Regions from separate parts of the Mus musculus genome. Here regions 1 and 3 are each linked to region 2. Evidence: chromatin contacts called from public HiChIP or PLAC-seq and Micro-C data. All regions are on one chromosome and are shown on one strand. The core of a region is the stretch at or near the end of the contact, and the rest is flanking DNA. Distances in the headings are between cores, read along the strand shown.

Region 1 (4,646 bases), core at 841-3,340, 230 kb before region 2:
TACGTCCTGACTTCTCAGAGTAGCCAGTCAAAGGCTGCAGTGAAAGTCAAGTTTCTTTTGGCTATTTAATTGTCAAGGCCAAATGCTATTACCAACTCCTAACCTTTTCCATTCATTTTTAAAGCACCGTTCCCATCCCATGACTAACCACAATAAATTCTCCAGAGAAGAAAGAATAAAAGGATTACTGATTTACCACGTGAGCCAATGATAGGTAGCTTGTAGCAGTTTACATCACATGACATCCCCTGAGAAGGACATTTAACTCAGAGTTCTAACTCTGCTGCTGGGAGAGTTGAGAGGCAAGGGCCCACGTGCTGTGTGCTTCACAGCCTGACTTCCTTTTTGCCTCTCCCACTTTTTCCCCTACCCATCCTCCCATGAAAATACAATACCAAAGACTTAGATCCACTTATGGCCTATGGCCTATCTGTTGCCTTACATATAAAAGAGAGTGAGTTTGTTGTCATTTTGATTTGTCTTATTTTGTTTTGGGCTCCCCCATGATCTCCAGTCTCCGCTACCTTGGGGATCACAGCACCACAATGCAGCTTTTAGGAATCCAAGGGGGTGGGGGCAGTATTTCTAAGAAATATTTACACATGTCATCGCTTTCCTTAAAAAACTACCTTTTTTTTTTTTTTTGCCCTTCACAATGGTGAGGGTGTCCAAATGAACTGCCAAACATGAGTTTTTATTATAAAACCAAATGTTTTTGTTATTTAAGGGGAAAAAAAAAAAAAGCCCTGAATTAGATCTATAATATCCCCCCCATACAACAAAAAATGACACATTGACTCTGACACACTTCATAATCTTGTGATACATGTCACTTTCATGTTTGACTGATATTGGGGATTCAGGAAAAGAATTTTCTTTCAGATAATAGGTTGGTATGTTGCTTTGATTTCCATGTGCTTTGGTGCCCCAAAGATTCCTGTGTTAAAACCCCCATTACCACTTCTGTCCGTGCTGTCATCGCTATGCTTGGCTTGGCACCCTTTTGATGCCACTCTCCCTCAAGTCTGGTACTGGATGGCAGCAAACTGGCCTCATGGGAGGAGGAGCTATGAGAAATGGTCCAACCTTCTGAATCCAGGGAAGGTGATGAGGTTACTGGAACACGGCCTCAGAAGTCAGACAGCTCTTGGGATACTCTCTCTCAGCCTTCATTCCCAGGAAAGGGTTGGTATAAAAGTGAGAGGACTGGGGCTATAGCTCAGCAGCAGAGCGTACGCAGGAGTCCCTGCATTTGAGTCTTAGCCTCCACAAGGAGAGAGCCACTCTCTCTGGCTTCCTGGTCACCATGTGTTCTTTGCCTTTCCCCCATGCTCCCGACATGTTGTTATCCACTAAGATGTGACCCAACCAGGTGGACCCTCACTCCAGAGTCCAAATCAATGAGGCTACCTGATCTTGGACCTCCATCCTCCAAACTGTGAGCTACAGCAAACTACTCTGCTTTTAAAAAGCACTAGCTCTGTATATTCCATTATGAATTAACAGAAGATGAACTAATAAAGAAGTATAGTCTCACATGCGATTTCTGTAAAATACACAGGAAATGGCCAGTGTGTACGTCCCCATAGTTTACCAAATGTGACCAGAGAGGAAACAACAACAAAGGGAATGAGGTCATGCTGGCTGTAACAGACTTTTATAGTGATAAGCATTCAAAAGAAAACTGTATAAACTTACCTGAGAAAACAATTCCCTATATATTATGACGAGTGCCCGTTAAGTAAAATGAGAAATTATTTACTATCCTTGATGCTCTCCAAACTCCTACACAATGCTAGGAAACCCCCACTGACCACACAAACACTCCTCAGTTTGGCTCTGTAGAGAAAGGTAAACTCGGGATAGCACTGGGGTAGTTCCAGGTCTCCGGATTAAGAAGAAAAGTGTGTGGGTGTGTAAAAGAGCTCTGAAAAACCCGAAGAATTTCCCTAGTGAAACTTCCGGAGTCAGATAGGAGTGTCTTTTGTCATTCATAATGAGCCACTTGGTAAAACTCAGTCTAGGATAACAAGGTGAGTCAGGGCGGAGCCAGTAATCAGAAAGGCCCGCCCAGTGTGATTAGAGGATAACAACTCTGGCACTAACCCAATGCCTGGCTCCCCGCCTCTAGGTGTTCCCCTTTAACAAAGCACTGAATGTAATAGCATATCCCGGCCTTCTGGGAGCCATTCTAGCAAACCCGAGGAAGGGACTGGGGGATTCTCAGATTCTCAGTGTGCACGTTAGAGGAACAGAGGGGCCAGGCAAAGCCGGCCAGCCTTGTGAAGCTGAGCCCTTTGCCTGCGGTAGACCACACTAACTCCCTGGCAGAGTCAGAAGTGAATTAGACACGCATGGAGCTGGCGTCAGACGTGAAGAACTGCTTGGGTTGGAAATCTGCACACATCCTATATTGGAAGCACAGCACGGGCTAGAGAGATGGCTCAGTGGTTAGAGCGCATGCTGCTCTTGCAGAGAGGTCCTCTGATTCCCAGCCCCCACGGGAATACATCTTTCAGAAATACTCAGTGAGACAGCACACCGCCACAAAACGTGCCTGCCCAGCAGATCAGCTACTGTCTCCAAACCCCAAAGGACAGCGACCTAAGCTAAAATTGATTTAGAAAAGGAAAGGCACATACTTCAACCCAAAGCAAGAACGTCACCTTGGGAAGCCAGCTTGTCATTCTAAGTGTGTACCACTGTCCTGTCCTTCAGTCTGATTCTGTTGTCCCCCTTCTGGCTTAAATCTATATTAAAATTCTAATAAACCTCAATGTTCACTTCATTAAAAAAAATCATGACTACATCTGACAAATTAAATTACCCATCTGGCAAGTTAAAAACACAATGCAGGAGACTGCTTGTATGTCAATAACACAAATGATTAAAACTAAATGTTGTGGGTTAACAGAGAGCCTAGGAAGATGTTAATAGAGAGCGTGTGCTTCATCTTATTCCTTTTTAATTCCTTTTAAAAAGTTCAGAGTGCAGTTATAATTTGTAAATATAGAGTGCCAGTTTGGGAAAATAACAGTGAAGTCTAAATTGAAATCAAGTTTGAGGTTGCGCGAACTATGGAATACAAGGTGGGGTAACGAGGTGCTTGTTGCATACAGTGGCGAATTTTAGCCTCAGAGTCAACCTGAAAACACTCTAGGTTGTAACTAGTGTGCTGGGATTCAGTACTGCCAATCCCATGCCCTGATGGGAAATCTCTGAAAAACAGGCCCACGCCCAAGTGTTCTTGTCTTTTTGTTCTTATCTAAAAACCATTCTACTAAGTTTATTTATTCATTCATTTTTTTTTTGCAAACTATCAAAACTGAAAGAGAGAAATATCATTGCAAAGCTGAAAGCAGGACAATGTTTAGAACTAGACAGAAGGCTTGAAGCGCGTGGACCTAAAGCCCTTGGCGTCTCCCTTCCTTCACTTCCAAGCTGAGTAGAACACCAGTTTCTCATAAAGCTGGTTCTAAGGACACAAAGCACAGCTGGGAAACAGGTGCAGCTCTCAGTCTGGGGCCAGGTGGATGCTCTCGCTGAGCGGTGTGGGGACCAAGGTCCCAGAGAGAGGCTGGTGATGGGACGGTGGCATCTGCCAACAGAAGTGGACACTGTAGCACTTCAGCAGATGGGGTAAGGAGTACCACAGACCTGATAAAGCACGAAGAACCAAGTTTCTGTTCTGGTTTGGGTGTGTCCTAAAATTCACTCACGTGTCAGAAACATTACTCCCCAAAGTCATTCTGTTGGCATTTGGAGTCGCCTTGGGGTGACTGGGTCACTGGCCTGCTCATGGATTCTTAGATTCGTGGATTACTGAGAGAGTGGTTTTTTTCATAAAAGCAGATTCTTTCTGACATGACTGCTCTGTCTCGTCACGTTTCCAGCTCAGAACGTAGCAGTGAAGGCCCTCTCCAGGTGCCAAGCAGATGCTGGCCCCACACGTCGACTTGTCAGCCTCTAGAACCATGAGCTAAATAAACTTCTGTTCTTTATAGCTCGTCAAGCTTGGGGTACTCAGTTATAGCAACAGAAAACATCATCCTATTAAGACAACCCTCAGCCTCCAGAACAAAGACCCTAATTCATTTAGTAACAATTGGATCCTTCTCTTAAAAAGTTGCCTTAAAATACATTTCATAGGCTGAGCATAGTGGCGCATGCCTATAATCCCAACATTTAGGAGATAAGGGGAGGTGGACCAGAGGTTCAGGACCATCCTTGGCTATATACCGAGTTCAAAGCCAGGCTGGACCACATGAGACCCTATCTCAAAAAAGAAACTATATATAAAAAAAAAAAAGATACTTAAGCCCTAATGCTTAAGCTCTATCCACATTTAATACTGGATAGCCTAGAAGATACAAACATAGAGGCAGAAAGCAAAGCACCTTTGCAGGTGGTTTGGGGAGGAAGGAACAGGGAGAGAAGCAGCTATCTTTCAGAGTGGGGTGCCGAGGAAGTTCTGGAATACGCTGACACTGGTGTAGCTCTTAGAAAGGACACGGATGCTACCCAACTCCCCCCTTCCAAATGGCCAAGCGGTTAAACTGGCAAAAGTAAGTGTGTGTGTGTGTGTGTGTGTGATGCGTGAGAGAATATTCATATGCGTGCACACAGAGGGCAGAGGTCCATGTGGG
Region 2 (4,813 bases), core at 1,290-3,789:
TAGGAATGACTCTCTAGAGGGAGTCCTAAAAAGAATGCTGTACTCAGAGGTTCTGGGGGCAGGGAGGCAAGTGAAGAGATTGTCTAAAGGCAACCGAGCAGCATCCATGGCTGATAGAGGTGGCTTTTATCCATCAAGCCAGCAAGACAGTCTATCCAGGGACCTCTGGGTCACTAAGGCCATCTAGGAGCCCCTGTGGGGAAGAGCTACACACACACACACACACACACACACACACACACACACACACAGAGTCAACCAGCCCAATGTCATCCCATAGCCCAGAGGGAACTCTGCTGCTGCACTTCAGTCTCAACCCCTTAGAGATGGCCTTAGGGGCTCTGTTGGAACTCCTGTGCCTCAGGAGGAGGAGCCACTTCCTTCCTATAACAAGAACGGGTGCAGGTGGGTGCCCAGAGCTTGGCTGGCACTGCTCACAGTGAGACTACAGATTTCTCTTCCTGTTTGACAGTCTTTAACTCTGCAAACCCCACATGCCAGCCTTGATCTAGAGATTTTACTATTTCTTCCTGAGCTGCTGGAACCCAAAGGGTGAGGCAGGCAGGCTGTCTCCTGAGGTCTACAATAAGTCAGTTAAGGGTTGTTTTTTTTGTTTGTTTTTTGTTTTTTGTTTTTTGTTTTTTTTTTTTTTTAAAGTTCCGAATTCTTTATTGTGTGTCTGGGAACTAGAAAGGTGATGTAGAGATAGCTGCCTGGTGCCTGGTACATGGGCACAACACTTCCCCAGGCCAGGTCAGGGTTAGCATGGTTTCTTGCCTCTAAGGTATACATCTCTGAGCTGGAATTTGTGCGAGCTTATGGGGGAATGAACTGCTCCCCCTCCTCCCAGCACCAGCTGGAGCCTGGACTACTAGGCTACTCTACCCAGGCACTGCCTTCCTTTACCATCTGGTCTCTACTTGACTGCTAAGCCTTCCTGCACTCCAGAATCAAACGTTTTGCAGGGAGGAGGTGGCAGGGTGAGGACAAGATAAGGGAAGGAAATGGTAGATGAGGTGGCTCTGGCCCTATTCTGTAAGCATGCTCCAGAAATTCTCTGTCCCTTCTATGGTGGAGACTGCCAGGCAGGGTAGTTAAGCAATAGGTCCAAATGTGGCTGGGATGCTCCTTCAATGGCTGGCATGTCGCTTGTCTTGACGTGGTGACCTTCTGGAAGTAGCCATGGTCTGTAGGCCACAGAGCGGGAAGGACAACTTAACAATGGGGTTGAAGATAAAAGCATGAAACAGTGATAGTATGATGCTGAAGACGATAGAGTTTAGCTGGATAACCTGATCTTTTCCTGCGGAGCATTTTCCACGAACCAATCAACACTCTTTTCCTTAGACTATTCCTGGCTATATCTATTCTCATTCATTCTCTCTCTCTCTCTCTCTCTCTCTCTCTCTCTCTCTCTCTCTCTCTCTCTCTCTCTCTCTCTCGATCTGAAACTAGGAAGACAAACTATGGTGTAATAAAGAATGAACTAACCCCACATGGCAGCTACGGAGGGCTCTAGATACAATCCAAGCCACGTGCACCGCTCACTTTTCTTGGATCCCTTCTGCTCTTTGGAGTGAGTCTGCCTCTTTAACTTGCGGGAATGGTGCTTTGAGAGGTTTCTGTGGCTCTCTGGCGTGCACACAGACGCGCAGTGCGTGCGTGTGTGTGCTCCGCACGCAGAGAGGGAAAAAGCGCGCGGTCCGGGCTCTGCGTCACTCCCCGCACCTGGCCAGAGATGGGTTTAGTAGAGGCTAATCCGCGGAGGGCACTTCATCCCGGGTGTTTCTCTGAGTCCCCGATTTTGCTGCCTGGAGTGCCAGCGTCCCATCCTGCTTCGGTTCCTGGTTCCCCCCACCAGCCCCCATCCTGCCATTCGACCCCAATGCAAGAAGGATGAGGCGGGGGAAGGGCTGGTGGCTGGGTGGCCTGCGGGTACGCTGCGCAGTGATCTCCGGGTCCGTTTCGGAGGGTGCGTGCAGAGAAGCAGGATCCCTCAGGGAGCGCGGGCTCCGCTGCCACCTGCTGAGAACCTCGCACGCCAAAACAGCCTCGGGCAGGGCTACCTGCTATAAATAAGCGGTCAAGAGCCCGGTGTGTGACCACACATCCCGCCGGGAGGGCCATAATCACTTGTGAGCACGCAGGGAATATTCCGGGCCAGGACTTCGCGCTGAGGCTGGATGGGGTGGCGATGCTTGCACCTTCCCCGAGCTCTCGTGGGGTGGCGCCTGGTGGCCCCTGGGCGGGCTGAGGATGGACCGCTGGGGAGCGAGGGGAGGGAGGCCGCGGAGGACCCGCACTGCAGCAGCTGTTGCTCGCCTGTGACTCGCCAGTCTGGGCCGAGTCGCCTAGCCAGAGTCGCTTGGTGCGGAGGGGAAGGGAGGGCATCTACTCCTGTTCTTGGCTCCCGGGGGACTCACTAGGGAGATTCCGGCTGCTGTCCCCCTCCCCCGCCTCTGCTTTCCCCAGCGCTCGCCCAGCCCGGGAGGAGGAAACGCGAGCGAGCCGCGCGCAGACACCTCCTCCTCCTCCTCAGCTGCTGTCGCCGCCGCCGGCCACACCGCGGTGCCTGTTGCTGCAAGCCACCTCGGACCGACCGTCTCTTCAACCCGCAAGAGAAGCAGAGACTGTGGAGTGGACCCCCACCCCAGCAGCGTGGGGCGGCAAGAGCACAGCCAGCTGAGGACCATGGACGCCCCGCCCGCCCAGGCCATCTTCTGGGTGCCCGGGAGCACCTGCGCGCCCTAGCTCAGCCCGGAGTTCTGAGCGTGCCACCTCACTGGTAGGTTCCACCTTGGGTCCTTAGGGTGCGGGGCAACCCTCCACTTCCAGCATGCCCCTGAGCTCCCTTGCTGCAGAGAAGGCGCGGTCCCGCCACCCAAGGGCGTTGCTGCCGGGTCTCTTGGGGTGCTCTGGTGGGGGAGGGGGAAGAGGCGGGATTTCAGAGCTACCTTGTTGTCCTCTGCTTGGGGGTGGGGGGGGGGGGGAGAAACCTTGATGCTTTCTGCGCTGCGACGAAGGTGCTCAGGTCCCCTGCTCCTCCTCCTTGCATATCCCGCCCCACTCCCTCCCGCCAAATATCACCGGGGCACAAGTGTTTGTAAGGCATCCAGCTCGGACGAGGCCGGTCAGAGTGACCCCAGGCCGCCTTTTGAAAGTTCAGGGTACTTTGCAGCGGTAACTTTGGCAGCTTCTCGGTGCACGCAACATTTCTTTCTATGGGCACATCCTGTGCTGGTCATTTTGAAACCCGGCTTGATTGTTTCCTAGCAGCTTCCGGGTTGCTACGTGAGTAAGAGGCTCACTCTAACTTCACAGGTTGCTGTTCTCTTCTTTTCTAAAAGATGTGTCGTTCTGTTTGAACCCCACCTAGGTGTGGCGTTCCTGGTTGTGATTTTATTTTAAATGCCTTGTTCTCCGGAAGTTGCTTAAAAAGGAAAAGAAATTGAAAGTGATGAGTGTTTCTCTCAGCAAACATCTTCAGCGCCCTGGTACTGATGATGGCAGGCATTCACCTCCTACGTACAACCCTCCTTCGTCCTCTTAGTGGCTGCAAGCCGTTCTTCTATTTAGAGCCAGGTGTTAGAAGGGAATTTTTGAATGACCTAATTTAAATGGGTCACACCCAGGAAGCTCAGCTGTCTCTACAAGTCTAAACTTCTAAACTTTTTGCGTTGCACCTCCATGGGCAAAGATCCCTTTTAAGACCCCCTCGATGTGAAGTGGGATTCCCATGAGTTGGAGAATGGCCACACTTAGGCTTTATTGTTTGTGGAGCCTGCTCAAGGTGGGAGGGGTGGGATGGGAGAAGGAGAGGGCAGCTGTACCCAAAGGTAGGAATGTATCACTTTTCAGGGTCTCACTACCTTGCCTGAGAGCTCGCTGAGGCTAGCGAGTTCTTTTCTCTTTTCTCAGCATTCACGGTGCCCCCCTTCTGCAGAGTCAGTTCCTCCCTGGGAACCCTGAGGACTTTCTTAAGGAACCAGGAAGAGGCATGAAAAGTACATAAACGGGTGGGTGCTTTGCAAAACTCTTAGCAATGGGAAGCTGAGCCTCTGATGTGCCTGTCTTTAATGTTCGTTCCTATCAAGTTAAAGGGACCAACTCTCTTAAGTTTATCTGTAAGAAACCATTGATGTGCCGTGAGCTCTACTGTGTGGTAGATGCTGCAGTGAGTTAGCTGGTACCCCATAAAAGGCTGCATGTATGAACTAATGACCAAGGGACCAAATGTGGTGCAATGGACAGTCTGAAACCAGCAGAGGACCATTAAAAGGGATGCTTTTGGGGGGGGGTGTGGATTTGTTCAGTCATTTACAAACCCATAGAAAAGGGGAAAAGCTTTGGTGTAGTTATGACTTATTAATACCAAAGGAGAGCTTTGCAGTGGGCCTCCCTGACACAACCTACCCTTATCTGTCCCAGGAGAGCTCGAGGGTTCCCTGATAACCCTTCTAATGTATAAGAGCCTTCTAACATACAAGTCCCAGTACCCGAGGAAACCTGGAGGCGATGGATGGGTGTCTGGAGGAACACTGACTGCCCCCCTAGCCCTTCACTACCTAGCCTTTGTTAATCTCTGATCCTTCATTCCTGGAAGACCTGGACTAAGAAGGCCCCAGCCGAGGTGCAGAGCCAGGTGTTGGTGGGAGCTACTTTGTGACCCATTATTTTCTAGGGTGTGCCCCTAGAGAAGGACTAACTGATGCCCCTCCTTCCAACAGCTATTTGATAGACTAAGGGACAGGAGGACAAGAAGGATGCTTGCAGGGTGCTGTTTCAAATGTGCTTCTCTTAAATCAGCAAATGA
Region 3 (4,203 bases), core at 709-3,208, 200 kb after region 2:
CGCTGTCCCTCTGCCTCTGCAGTGACCTCATCTCTGCCTCCTCAGACTTTTTCCCAGCCCCGGGTGGGAGCTAGAGGGAACAGAAGATGCTGGCAGCAATCTTCCTCACCAGGGGACCCCAGGTCCCAAAGGGTCTGTGTGACAGTTACACTCTCTTAATGTTATAACCCCCAGCAGAAAAGTCATGTTCTTATCTAAACTATCTTGAGTTAGAAGAACTTTAATGGCTACAGAGTGCCTTGTCAGCTGTAGCTGATCTAAGAAAATAAACATTTTATAACTACGATATCGCAAGCGGCTCCAGACACAAGAGACACTTGGTCCCGATGGATGGTTCTTATAAATAACCAGGCAATCACGCACTGCAGAAATAGCTAGAATTTCTATGACTTCATAGGGAGCCAAAGGGAAACGCCCTTGCAAAGTGAACGCTAAAGTCATCCCACAGTCAAAATGCGGTCAGGCGCCGTGTGGGAGCCAAAGACAGTTTGCTTCAGCCCCAGCCTGGCCTCCAGTAGAGCCACACTGATGTGAACCCCTGCATTGAGTCCTTATGCTTAGGGCCACCCCTTGCCAAATGCACTCACTGAAGGGGCCTGACAGAAAGCACAGGCCGAAACAAACGACCCCACGGCCGGTGGCAGGCCTGAGATCAGCTCCTTAACTCGATGGCTGTGCATTGCTTGCATATGGGTTCTGCCATCTGGAGTCCATTGCCCTGCAGCCCAGTGGGTCCTGAATGATTCAAGACAGGCTGCAGCATCAGTCCACAAACAGAGTTTCAGCATCACTGGTTAAACTTAAAGTGTTTCTGTAACCAAGGGGAGTATCAGAAAAACCCCATCTCCTCGACATTTTAATTTTAAGATTTTATAGTGATAAGGGAGAAAGCGAATTATTTTTCAAGGGAGGGAGATGTAACAATCTCCCTGGGAAACTGTCTTCAGGAACAAGGTACCCATTGGCCATTTCCCCCCGTAAGAGTCAAAACAAGGGAGGCCTAGCCCTGCTCAGTGGCTCTGGTCCCAGGATGGCCAGCTCTGTGAGGGCAGGAATGCACTTACTTTGTCGAGGTCAGCCATGAGAGGTCATTTCAGTTCAGACTGGTCTTGTCATACAGCTCAGGCTTGCCTCAAACTCTTAACAATCCTCCAGCCTCAGCCTCTAGAATGCCAGGATTACAGGCCTGTGGAAGTATGTCCAACCAGGGATAGTCATTTCTCTCACTCCCCCTATTACCTGAGTTCGGGTCAGAGCCCGGGCCCTGGCAGCCCTAACAAGCCAGGCTCAGCCACCATCCTCAACGGACCAACTAAAGAGACAAGTGAGAGTGGAAAAGGCTAATTCACTAGGAAGATGAAGGCATGTCAACATTCAGTGATGACCCCGACCGTGACCCATCTTCAAGGTCAATTCATGAGGTTTAGGTTTAGACATTGGACAAGAAGTACGTAGTCTGACACACGAAAACTGTGTGAAGTCTCTTCCTGGGAAACAAGTTCCCCCCCTAACTGGTGCCAGGCTCCACAGCCTGTTCCTTCTCCCGTCATGAGATTCAGGGAAATTCCATTTCCTTGGGGACCATTGTTTCAATAATCTGATAGCCAAAGGGAGGGGCATAAACATCCCTCTTCAGAATATGTTCCCTCCTGCCAGCTTGGTTACACCCAGATTCCAGCTCTTCTCTGGTGACTGTTCTGTGGGCCCCTGAGAGAGTAATGAAAGCCTAGGAAATACAGGCCAACCCTAGGCCATCCTGGCAAGAACAGGAAAGTTTGAAACCATGGCTTCCCTCCCTGGCGTCAGGAGAGGTAGGCATCAACAAAATTACCTTTTAGCCTTTTTGCCCTTCCCAGGTTTTTCTAGAAGGTTCTAGCACATTCCTCCTGTGACTCAGTGGGGCGTAGGCAGCTGCCCCCGCAGACACCTCCCAGGCAGGAAGTGCTGCACCACTGACTGGGCAGATCAGATCAAAAGAGGCTCAGCTCACTAGAAACTATTGTTCACGTGACATATTTGGGAACTGTCAACTGCAAAGGTCCGCTGAGCCCACAAATGCTGCAGATACCCCAGAAACCCAAGAAGCCTTTTGTATTAGTCAGGGTTTCTATTCTTGCACAAACATCATGACCAAGAAGCAGTTGGTGAGGAAAGGGTTTATTCAGCTTACATTTCCACAATGTTGTTCATCACCAAGGAAGTCAGGACTGGAACTCAAGCAGGTCAGAAAACAGGAGCTGATGCAGAGGCCATGGAGGGATGTTCTTTACTGGCTTGCTTCCCCTGGCTTGCTCAGCCTGCTTTCTTATAGAACCAAGACTACCAGCCCAGGGATGGCACCACCCACAAGGGGCCCTTCCCCCTTGATCACTAATTGAGAAACTGCCTTGCAGCTGGATCTCATGGAGGCATTTCCTCAACTGAAGCTCCTTTCTCTGTGATAACTCCAGCCTGTGTCAAATTGACACAAAATTAGCCAGTAACAATTGACCCCTTGTCAACTTGACACACAAACACATTACTAGTAAGCCTCAACCCTTAGTTCTTATTCATCCCCAAGATCTTAAATAACTTTAAAAGTCCCACAGTCTTTGCATATTAAAAGTTCAATCCTTTCAAAATATCCAATATCATTTAAAATCCAAAGTCTTTTTACAATTAAAAGTCTCTTAACTGTGGGATCTACTAAAATATTGTCTTCCTTCAAGAGGGAAAAATATCAGGGCACAGTCACAATCAAAAGCAATAATTAAACTCCAACTGTCCAATATCTGGGATCCAACTCACGATCTTCTGGGCTCCTCCAAGGGCTTGGGTCACTTCTCCAGCCATGCCCTTTGTAGCACACATCTTGTCTTCTAGGCTCCAGCTGCCTGTACTTCACTGCTGCTGCTGTTCTTGGTGGTCATCTCATAGTACTGGCATCTCCAAAACAATACATGACCCCTTCAGTTCTGGGCCATCAACTTCAACTGAGGCTGCACCTTCACCAATGGCCTTCCATGGCCTCTCACAGTGCCGAGCCTCAGCTGCTCTGCGTGACCCCTTCATGCCTTTAAAACCAATACCACCTGGTTGACTCTTACATATTATCAAGTCTCACTGCAGCACAAGGTACCACCTTGGCTATCTCTAGAACACAGCCTCGGTGCTCTCAGAAAACACTTCCCAGAAGATGTCACCTCAATGATGCTGGTCTCTTCTTAATCACCACTAATTTCTTAGCTCCAGCTAACCAGCATCAATAGTCCCAGTAATCCAAAGGTTTTGCTTTAGTAGTTCTGGTATCTTGTTAATCTCAGCTGATTCTTCAGCCCCAGCTAACCAGAACCACAGAATCTTCACAATCAAAATAGCAATGGCCCTGAAAAGAGTCTTTAATCTTCCCTCTGAAATTTCACAAGCCAGGTCTCCATCTTCTGCACTGTTCTCAACACTATCTTCCAAGCTCCTACATAACATCCCACAGAGCTCTTAACACCAAATGGATCTTCTGGCCCAAAGTTCCAAAGTCCTTCCACAGTCCTCCCCAAAACATGGTCAGGTTGTCACAGGAATACCCCACTCCTGGTACCAATTAGCCAGTACACCTTTCTAGCACCCTGAGGCTGCATTGCAAAGCTGCTCACCTGCCATCAGCTGGTGGCCCAAGCATCTCTCTGTCCACCATTTTTATTTCTGGATCCAGTCCATCCATCCCCTTGAAGAGCTTCCTGCTGGCTGTGACAGCTAGAGAAGAGGTAAAAGAAAAACCAAAAGAAACAAAACACCCAACAACAGCAACAACAAAATGCTTACCCTCTCCTAGACGACCATGGACTCTTGCTTGACCCAATCCCTGCTTACTCTCCCCTTGTCTTGACCGCTGTTTCTAAAGGATACACGTACTCTCCTTATATCTAGACTGACTAGAGAGGAAGAAAACTCCAGCTACAAGCAGAGCAGCCATCAACCCCGTGACCTGCAGCTCAGTGGATGAGGGAGGATACTTTCCCTATGTTAGTCACAATTCCCATAATGCAAGCCCACCCCAGACCAAGTGGTACCAGCCGGAAGTCCTGGGAGAAGTAGCAGGTGTTTTAAGCCTGGGTCACACATGACCTAGCTCCACCTTCAAGTAACAACCTTTCCCTCCAGTTTCTTTAGACAGGCCTGGAGGGTAGTTAAACACAGCTCCTGCCATCTTCCCAACAGAGCAGGGAG

What was found. Hi-C and Micro-C count contacts between places; a contact is called where the count stands out from the background. HiChIP or PLAC-seq counts read pairs in DNA pulled down with a chosen protein or histone mark.
Region 1: a Micro-C map of embryonic stem cells shows a contact between it and region 2, with 3 times the contacts expected there. The contact joins the enhancer-like site here to the promoter of Tbc1d1 in region 2. A contact is called at or near these places in 6 of 39 promoter capture datasets (the C10 cell line, the HPC-7 cell line, cranial neural crest and 3 more), 1 of 484 Hi-C or Micro-C datasets (embryonic stem cells), 4 of 115 datasets of contacts at active chromatin or transcription factors (embryonic stem cells, memory CD8 T cells and pancreatic cancer cells) and 5 of 9 other capture datasets (adipose tissue, bone marrow-derived macrophages, liver and 2 more).
Region 3: a FOXA1 HiChIP or PLAC-seq map of pancreatic cancer cells shows a contact between it and region 2. The contact joins the enhancer-like site here to the promoter of Tbc1d1 in region 2. A contact is called at or near these places in 3 of 484 Hi-C or Micro-C datasets (the N1E-115 cell line, cortical neurons and nephron progenitors), 3 of 115 datasets of contacts at active chromatin or transcription factors (the 230-238 cell line, embryonic stem cells and pancreatic cancer cells) and 1 of 9 other capture datasets (pancreatic islet).

The regions. Positions count from the first base shown.
Region 1 is chr5:63,930,876-63,935,521 of GRCm38.p6, forward strand. All of the region lies in intron 3 of Rell1 (RELT-like 1), which reads right to left. Among named protein-coding and RNA genes, the nearest start is that of Rell1, 36 kb to the right of the region's middle. Within about 2 kb of position 2,091, at least 51 of the 459 cell types and tissues checked have an H3K27ac peak or open chromatin away from gene starts, as enhancers often do. A contact at or near this core is called in embryonic stem cells, where this site is marked.
Region 2 is chr5:64,157,721-64,162,533 of GRCm38.p6, forward strand. It overlaps Tbc1d1 (TBC1 domain family, member 1), which reads left to right and starts at 2,540. Exons shown (of 22, transcript NM_001310611.1): 1 at 2,540-2,785.
Region 3 is chr5:64,358,738-64,362,940 of GRCm38.p6, forward strand. No RefSeq gene overlaps it. Among named protein-coding and RNA genes, the nearest start is that of Gm43837, 17 kb to the right of the region's middle. Within about 2 kb of position 1,959, at least 146 of the 459 cell types and tissues checked have an H3K27ac peak or open chromatin away from gene starts, as enhancers often do. A contact at or near this core is called in pancreatic cancer cells, where this site is marked.